3 separate regions of the Mus musculus genome follow, and regions 1 and 3 are each linked to region 2. Evidence: chromatin contacts called from public HiChIP or PLAC-seq data. All regions are on one chromosome and are shown on one strand. Each heading gives the region's core, a stretch centred on a gene start, on an enhancer-like site or on the middle of the called end of the contact. The rest is flanking DNA. Distances are from core to core; before and after follow the strand shown.

The links. HiChIP or PLAC-seq counts read pairs in DNA pulled down with a chosen protein or histone mark.
Region 1: an H3K4me3 HiChIP or PLAC-seq map of the SCID.adh cell line shows a contact between it and region 2, with 10 read pairs. The contact joins the enhancer-like site here to the promoter of Tatdn1 in region 2. A contact is called at or near these places in 1 of 39 promoter capture datasets (the C10 cell line), 7 of 115 datasets of contacts at active chromatin or transcription factors (the SCID.adh cell line, embryonic limb bud and embryonic stem cells) and 2 of 9 other capture datasets (liver and pancreatic islet).
Region 3: an H3K4me3 HiChIP or PLAC-seq map of embryonic stem cells shows a contact between it and region 2, with 32 read pairs. The contact joins the enhancer-like site here to the promoter of Tatdn1 in region 2. A contact is called at or near these places in 2 of 39 promoter capture datasets (embryonic stem cells and liver), 2 of 484 Hi-C or Micro-C datasets (bone marrow-derived macrophages and embryonic stem cells), 7 of 115 datasets of contacts at active chromatin or transcription factors (embryonic stem cells, fetal liver, microglia and 2 more) and 3 of 9 other capture datasets (adipose tissue, liver and pancreatic islet).

The regions. Positions count from the first base shown.
Region 1 is chr15:59,173,134-59,175,833 of GRCm38.p6, forward strand. No RefSeq gene overlaps it. Among named protein-coding and RNA genes, the nearest start is that of Gm36617, 72 kb to the right of the region's middle. Within about 2 kb of position 1,343, at least 69 of the 459 cell types and tissues checked have an H3K27ac peak or open chromatin away from gene starts, as enhancers often do. A contact at or near this core is called in the SCID.adh cell line, where this site is marked.
Region 2 is chr15:58,932,307-58,935,006 of GRCm38.p6, forward strand. Tatdn1 (TatD DNase domain containing 1) reads right to left here and starts at 1,432. Exons shown (of 12, transcript NM_001368428.1): 1 at 1,373-1,432. The coding sequence starts at 1,394. It overlaps Ndufb9 (NADH:ubiquinone oxidoreductase subunit B9), which reads left to right and starts at 1,495. Exons shown (of 4, transcript NM_023172.4): 1 at 1,495-1,632. The coding sequence starts at 1,532. Gm36559 (a long non-coding RNA gene) reads right to left here and starts at 970. Exons shown (of 2, transcript XR_875364.2): 1 at 1-970.
Region 3 is chr15:59,153,422-59,156,121 of GRCm38.p6, forward strand. No RefSeq gene overlaps it. Among named protein-coding and RNA genes, the nearest start is that of Mtss1, 73 kb to the left of the region's middle. Within about 2 kb of position 1,425, at least 79 of the 459 cell types and tissues checked have an H3K27ac peak or open chromatin away from gene starts, as enhancers often do. A contact at or near this core is called in embryonic stem cells and neural progenitor cells, where this site is marked.

The DNA.
Region 1 (2,700 bases), core at 93-2,592, 240 kb after region 2:
AAGTCCAAGCAGGAAGTAACATAATAACATTTAATTTTTAAAGAATCCCTACAGCAAATGACGAAGTGGGTAAACAAACCAAAAAACCCAGAGTACCAGAAGGTGAGAGCAAGCAGAGGCAGTAGATGCCTGGGTTGCACAGATAATCTAGCTTACATTGTGAGTCCCAGGGCCGTGATGGACTCTGTCCAAATAAATAAATAAATACATATAAATAAATAAGGTGACGATACTTGAGGAATGACATCTGAGGCTGCCTCTGACCTCCACATGCAGATCCATACAAGTACACTGCACAAAAACAAAGATGCACGGTCACCATCCTCCATCCCACCCTACACCCACACGTGAGTAGACTGCGTTGTATGCTCTTGTAAAATCTCAGAGGCAGGTGATGAAGCACGGAGGATAATATTAGTAGATTATTGGTAGTGGTGAAGTGGGGATGATTCCCGCGTCTGCAGCACATGACTGCTTGAGCGGCGGTTCTACACAGTGGGGCAGAAAAAAAAATCGGAGAGTTCAGGGAAGGGGCAGAGGCATATTCAAGTTAAGTTTGGATAGGCTTTCTAGATAAGGCCGTGCCCAAGTCAATGGCTGTTCTTTGGGAGTTATTTTGGGGTCTCCCTGTTTGTCTGGGATGGACGGCCTCTTTAAATGGCAGGGCTCTGATGTTCTCCACAATGACTGGTTTTCTTGCCTTTTCTGGGCACAGCAGACATCCAAGACACAAAGCGGTGGTTGTCAGCGACAGATCCAGCGGCTGCGCTGCCCCAGGGTCTGAGAGGCTTCACCAAGCTGTCCTCTGCTGCTCTACACAAAGGCCGTCTTAGATTCGCTATCTATTTCAGTCATTTTTATGAGCATCGTGGAATATTTTCAAGCCATCCATTTTTAAGTATTATCTCTCAGCAGTTGAGAAAATAGATCCATTGCGAAGGCCCGGGGTTTCTGAAAAGGGGTTTAAAAATAGCCCAGGGTGCTAGACAGCTGCAGCTATTGGAACCAGAGCCCTTTGCTTGCGCCTCTGCCTAGTTCCGTTTGAGCCTTGCAGCTGGACATCCATTCTTGCTTGTTGAGGACAGATGCTAAGGGGAAAAGGCAGGAGCAGAGCCCCTCTTGACTTGGGGTCACACTCGGCCCTCTGCTTACTGAGAGGTACCATGGTGAGAGGGCCCCTCGAAATCTTGGGCTTGAAAAAGCTTACCAAATACATCTTTATATTTGGAAATGAAAAGAATAAGCCCATTGGCATTGTTATGCAAATTACAGGGAGCAGATTGGATAAAAACCCTTGGCTGGTAGGGATGGCAGAACGCACATTGACGGCAAACAATGGTTCCCATGTGTTGCTTCAAAGGGCCCGTGACAATGCCTTGAAGTGGTTATTTTTGCCACTGCTACCTTACAAGTGTTAGAAGCGAGGGTGGAGATTGTTAGGAGACTGGGCCAGACTCCAGAGCCTCTGCTCTTAGGCAAAGCAGGATGTCACATTTGTCACTCGGCTATGTGGGCCTTTGATGCATCTCAGAAGGAAGGAAATGTGTTTAAAAGCAGAAACCAACAGGCACAGCTACAGACAGCTCTTTATCTAAGCCTAGCTCCTCCATGGTACCTACTTAGTAAATGTTTACTAAATACACGAATGACGACGTTTTAAATAAATAAAAGGAGACTCAGAACCTCATTGTGTTCTGTCGATTTACCTTTAAAATGGATAGCTTGCTATCACTGACCGGCGTTCCAAAACTTTCTGTGCCGATTAAGAAAGATGAGATACTACTTGGTGTAGTGACCCCAGACGTCACTCAACGATTCATTAAAACAGCAGTTACCAAACACTTACTGTTGTGTTTTATAAAAAAGAAAAGAAAGCCAGGGATATGTTTGGTAGAGTGAGGTATGGTGAGGTGGAAGAGGGTACCTCTGCGGGCCCATGCCGAGACATCCCTTCCCCCCTGAGGTATCAGCTCTCTGACGGGCATGGGAATGGGGAGGGGAGTTGAGGAGAGAGTAGTGACAGAGAAAGGCAGAGAGAGAGAGACAGAGAGAGAGAGAGAGTAGAGGAGTAGAGGCTGGCCATGAACACATGCAGAGAAAGGGGGAGGGGAATGGGGAGAGAAGGGACAGAGAGTGAAGAGAGTAAGAGAGTGAGGAGGGGGCCAACAGTCCCTTTTATAGTGAGTCAGGCATAGCTGGGTGTGGGCGGAGCCTAAAAGGAATGCAAACACTGTACAGTGTGTAACTGTTCTAGATGTTGGAAATACATTGGTGACCCAAGAAAATGAACTGCCTGTTTGTATTCTAATAGGGGCAGATGGAGGACGCAAAGGAGACATAAAAATCATGTTATAAGGGACTGGAGAAATGGCTCACCAGTTAAGAGCACTGGCTGCTCTTCTAGAGCGCCAGGATTTGATTCTCAGCACCTACATGGTGGCTGACAGCTGTCTGTAACTCCAGCACCAGTGAGATCAGAGACCCTCTTCTGGCATTCTCGGGCACTGTATGCATGTGGTGCATATACGTACATGCACACAAAATACATGAAGGTAAATACATCTCATTTTTTAAAAAGAGTATCATGCCCCTTTAGTCTCTTGGGGACCTAGTTTCACAAACTCTGCAGAGATTGCAAAATCCAGAGATGTTCACATGAACATATAGAATTGATATATAGGAGGATGATCCAAACAATTT
Region 2 (2,700 bases), core at 182-2,681:
AGGACATACCACTTCCTAGCACATCACATCAAGAACCCAGAACACCTAACCTTCACTTCAGGCTTTCTCACAGAGTTTTTGAAAAACCTGCTAACATTCTCCCCACGTTTGCTTTGACTGGCCATAGGCCTCACGTCTCTGGTGTGGAAACTAACTCACGACTAGATTTCTCACAACTCCATATTTAAATACAGTGTCTTGGGAAAATATATTGCTTAAGGTGTCTCTCAGATTTTACTGTATAACCTTAACCACTCTCCTGATTCCACTTTTGAGTGCTCGGAGGATGTCTCTATTTGGATGTCCTTTAACTCACGAATGGACCTAATCTATTAGATCCAGATGGCCTAGGTATTTCTTAACCTGCCATCTTTGGGTCTTCACTTCCCACAACAGGCATGAACAGTCAGTGCTAAATGCTATGCACAACCATCCCATTTCTCTTTTTCTATTCTTTTCCCTGTTTGCAAAACCTGAAATACTTACATTCGTCCCCTTATCTGCCACAAAATCTACAAAACGACTATCAGGGTAACCTCCTCCCTGTCACTTCCCACCCTTAAATAGCAGGGAAAGTCCACAACGACGAGGTTCATACTGAGACTACCCACATCGGTATCCCAGAAGGCAAGACTCTTTCCGTACAACTGGCACTCAAAGATTTGCTGAAAAGCCTTCATTGGAACGCCACTCCCAATAGAAGTGAAATTTAAGTAATCGAGACTTTAGGGTTCCAAGTTATCCTTCCAACCCTGACTCTTACAATGTCCCCCATTTTGAATCCTTGCCGCACTCTCCAGCTGTCGGATGGATCGTGGAACTTGCGAGGCGACACAATTTGCCACCCCCTCCCGTCTGAGGACTCCCGTTTATGTCTAGATGGCCTGTGAGCAGGACTTGGCCACATTCCCGGGACTCAATGTCAAGCCTCCCAGAGTTGTCTGTGGTATGAAGGGATGACTGAGTGAACCGGTACCTTGGAGGGACTGTCAGGCCGGCCATGTAGAAGAGTTCACGAAAGACAGAAGAAAAGTGATTGGCTTGGGGGGCGGTGCTTTTTGAGAGATGGGAGGACTCGGGGACTAGCCCATGCTAGGCGATCAGTCTACGGCTGAAGCACACCCCACACCTATTCCTCTCTTTCCAGTTGAATTAAACACACACAAAAAAAGCACAAGTCACAATGATTCATTGCCCGGGAATGCTCATAAATGAACATGCACTAGGGAAACCATCCTCCAGCAAGAACCAGATCAGTCATTGCCAGCACGCGAGGCCTCCGGGCATCTTCCGTGCCCTGGAAAGGCCATGCCGCGAAAAGGGGACCCGGGACTGTCAGCGAGGCTCACGACCAAGACAAACCTGCCCTTACCCACGAACTTGAAGAGACTCATGACGGCGCGGCAGGCTCCTCCCAGGGAAAAGCGGAAGTGGCTCAGAGCACGCTCGTCCTTCCGGTTCCGCCTCACAACCGCCCGCTTCCGGGTTCCCGGCAGCCCCCGCGGCGGCCGCTGAAGGTGAGCCGGACGCTATGGCGTTCTGCGCTCCCCCGGCCTACCTGACCCACCAGCAGAAGGTGCTGCGGCTGTATAAGCGCGCGCTGCGCCACCTCGAGTCATGGTGTATCCACAGGTGGGGAGAGGGGACCCGGGGCTCGGGGACGGAAGCCGAGGGGCCCCGTGGGCCAGGCTGATCAAGGACTTGGGGGACACAGTGAAGGGAGCCCGCCCTTGAACCCGGGTCCCGATGCAGTCCTCTCTGCTTGATCTGGCGGAGATGATTGTGTGGGGCGCAACCAGGACCCAGCGTAGAAAGTTGCATGAAGAAATAAAAAGTACCTAGGACTGTCATTGTCATGGATCTAAAGCTAACGTTTTTATGACTCTGTCGTCCCTAACCTTAACAGTAATTTGTCCATTATCTTTAGTTTGCAGAGTAACTCAGATATTAGTGATTATTTTAGCCTGATTTTACAGATAAGCAGGCTCATTCTATTCCACCTCCTACGTCATTTTATTTCTTTAACCATTGTTACTAGTCTTCTCGTTAAGTCTCATACGGTGGCATATGTTGGGGGAGACAGATATTCTCCATTACATTATGAGTTTGAGGCTAGGCCAAAAAAAAAAAAATACCCTTCTTACAAACAAACAAACAACAATATAGTGTTAAAACGTGTAGACTTTCATGACCTAAAAGAAATGCAAGGGGCAGTGACAACCGAAGATGTGTAAGTCCCATACCGCTACACTCTTACCCTAAAACCTAATCCCACAAGGAGGACTTCCAAGAAAAAGATGGAAAATCAAGTAACCCTGTAAGACCTGCAGAGGGTAACCCTGGAATCCTAGGATACAAGTTTGTGGTTACATCTCTTTGTTATGCAGGCTGGTGCAGTGTACAATGCTGAACAGTTGCTAGCTTCTTTCCTAAGTTTTTCTTATTTATTTAACAGAATTTGCAATTCAGCGTCCATTCTGGATGGCAAATAAATGACAGTTAACCCTTGATTTTGAGCTGCAATCCCATGGATTAACGGGGAACGTGACGGGGAAACTCAGAAGGAACAGTGTTACTGAAGAAGTTAAGACTTCAAGAATCCAGACAGTGTTATAGTACAGTTGGAGATATTAGGGCTCATATTCATGGAGGGAATAATCAAACTAGCTACTATGACAGCACTAACAGATTTGAAAGCTG
Region 3 (2,700 bases), core at 175-2,674, 220 kb after region 2:
GTGAAGCTGGTGGAGGTATATATACTATAAAGCATATCACACGGTGTGGTTTATACACCTGCCTCTCCAGCTAGGAGGTGTTCACTCTTCTGTAACCCATGTATGTATCGCAGCATACCTGAAGCAGAAGAGACGTTCAACAGCTTGCTGAAATAACGCTTCCTAAACAGAAGCCTAGGTCCCACCGCCAAAGCAGCAGGTGCCACACATCCCGCCCTCCATATGTACGGTCTTACTGGTTTTCTTATTCATGAATGGGATAATTGCAAAGTGGGCGGATCAATAGCCACCTCAGCGCCATCATTGTGAAGATGGAATGAAATACCAAGTGTGAAAACAAGTCTCTCACCACCCAAACATGAATGAGGGCTCTTACAGAGCAGAGGACAGAGAGCCCACCAGACTCCAGCTCACTGAGACACCTGGCACATTGTCCCTTGAAATTTCACTTGCAAAAAAAAAAAAAAAATCAGTTCAAATTGGCGTCAGGACAGCCACATCCTCGGGAGCTGACAGTTAGCCAAGAGACACTGAACAAAGAGCTGCAGTAATTGTCAGCATCTCAAAAAACAAAGGCTGGGTTTAAGGATCAACCTGAGAGGAGGTCGCTGCGGCCCGGGTTTTAAGGCCTAACAAGTAGGGTTCTAGGAATGTTTTCCAGGGAAACAAAACTGAAGAAGTTTAAGTTTAAGTCCATTCATTTGCAAATTGGCGGTCTAAGGGGCTGAGGTCTTCAGCTGTGGGATCAGGAGGGAATGTAGCAGAAGACTGGTTTGTGGCGACAGTGCCAGGCTGCCAGGTGAGGTCTACTAGGATCTTATACTATTACTCTTAATCTTCAAAACAGGTAATCACCTGGTATTCTTCTCTTCATGGAAAAGTGGCAAAGAGTTCAGGGCCGGACCTGCCCAGTGGTTGGCTGGTACTCCCAGCAAAACAGAAATTTAAACTCAAGGCAGTGTGACTCCAAGCTCCCGGCCAGAGGCAGGGTTGGGTGTGAAGGTTGTCCTTTGTTCTTGATGCTTAGCCCCCTCCTCCCAGCTCCCAGTGCACACGTGTGTCTGGAGGCCTCTTTGGCCTGGTCTGGGGCAGTGTTGTCTGATCACCCTCTCCTGTTCAGTGTGAGGACAGTCAGCTATTTGTCGGAAAGCCAGAGGCAAAAGAGTTCAGACGCCTTTTGCTTCCTGAGTAGGGAGGTGGCTTTGCCCTGTGGGGAGCATCAGTTGGAGGGAGATGAATTTAGCTGCCCTCCCTGGTTGGTGATGGGGGAGGGTCTTGTCAGCCAGAGGATGTAGGCTTAGCTCCAAAAGGGCTTTTGTCTGAGGCTGGGCCTTAAGCCAGAGTGACATTCTTTGGTGCAGGCTGCCAGGCCACCACTGAGTGGGCACCTGCGGGGCAGCTAAGGAAGGAGTGAGGGGCCTGTCTTTCTTCCGCAGAGGAGAGCATGTGGGGATGGAATCTGCCATTTGAGGGTCCCTGTGGTGCTGAGGCTATGTCTGTGGTTGCTCCTGGCTGCAGAAGACATGCCAGGGCCCAGGCAACCCAGGAATGTGGGCAATTAACATTTTAGCTTCTGTCATGTCTGATAAAAATCCCCACAGGATGAAAGGAATCCACTCTATCTTGCAAAGTGCAGCAGAAGAAACCTAAGACCACAGAAAGACCTGAAAGCCTCTGCCACAGCTCCCTGTGAAGAGTGGGTACCACCACCCTTGGCTGAAGACGTGCTTTGTGTCCCCCTGAGCCCTCTGCACAGGTGGGTCTGCCATGTCCCCTGCTGTGGGTGATGGCTGCTGATTCTCACAAAGGCCTCTTCTCTGGGGACTTTCCCTTTTCCTTCAGGAGCCACCCTCAACAGGGAGGTTGCATAAATTATTTGCATCTTGAGGGTCCTCCACTGCAGCCAGTGCCTGACAGAGTACCCTAAGGGGGCAGCAGGCCTAGGGAGTAGTTCACTGTCCAGAGCCCTGTAGGACCAGTCTGAGTTAAGACTTTGACCAACATCACTGACATTAGCTCATCCCTTGCTAGTACTGCTCTCTTGCTCTCCCTCCCCTGCCTCTTCTGTGAGTGTGTGTATGAGTGAGTGTAGTGTGTGTGTGTCTGTGTGTGTTTCTTTGAATGTGCACATAGAAACTAGAGGTTAATGTCAGGATTTTTTTTTCTCTCATTCATCACTTTATTTTTGGAGACAGGCTCTCTCAAGAAAGCCAGAACTTGCTATTTTGCCTAGACTGGCTAGCCATGGTGCCCTGAGGAATCCTCTTGTCTCCACCCTGTCTAGTGCTAGCATCGCAGATGTGCCATGCCCAGCTCGTGTCTGAACTTAGCTCCTCATGTCTGCATGGCAAACACTTTACCACAGAGCCATCTTCCCAAATCTCACCCCAGCACATCCTCTTACATGAGAATCCCAGTACTTGGAGCTGGTGAAGTAAGTGGCTTAGAGGTTAAGAATGCTTCCTGCTCTTCCAGAAGTCCCGAGTTCACATACCACTGGGCACAACTGCCTGTAAACTCCAGTTTCCCAGGATCCGGCGCCCACAGATATCTGCCTGTCTATACATTAAAAAAAAAAATCTTAAAGAAAAAGAAGAATTTCAGTACTTCAGTACTTGTTCTCCTATCTCATGAATACTACTTCTCTCATGAATCCATTTCAGTGAGCAACTCTTGAAGATTCCCAGTATCCCAGATACA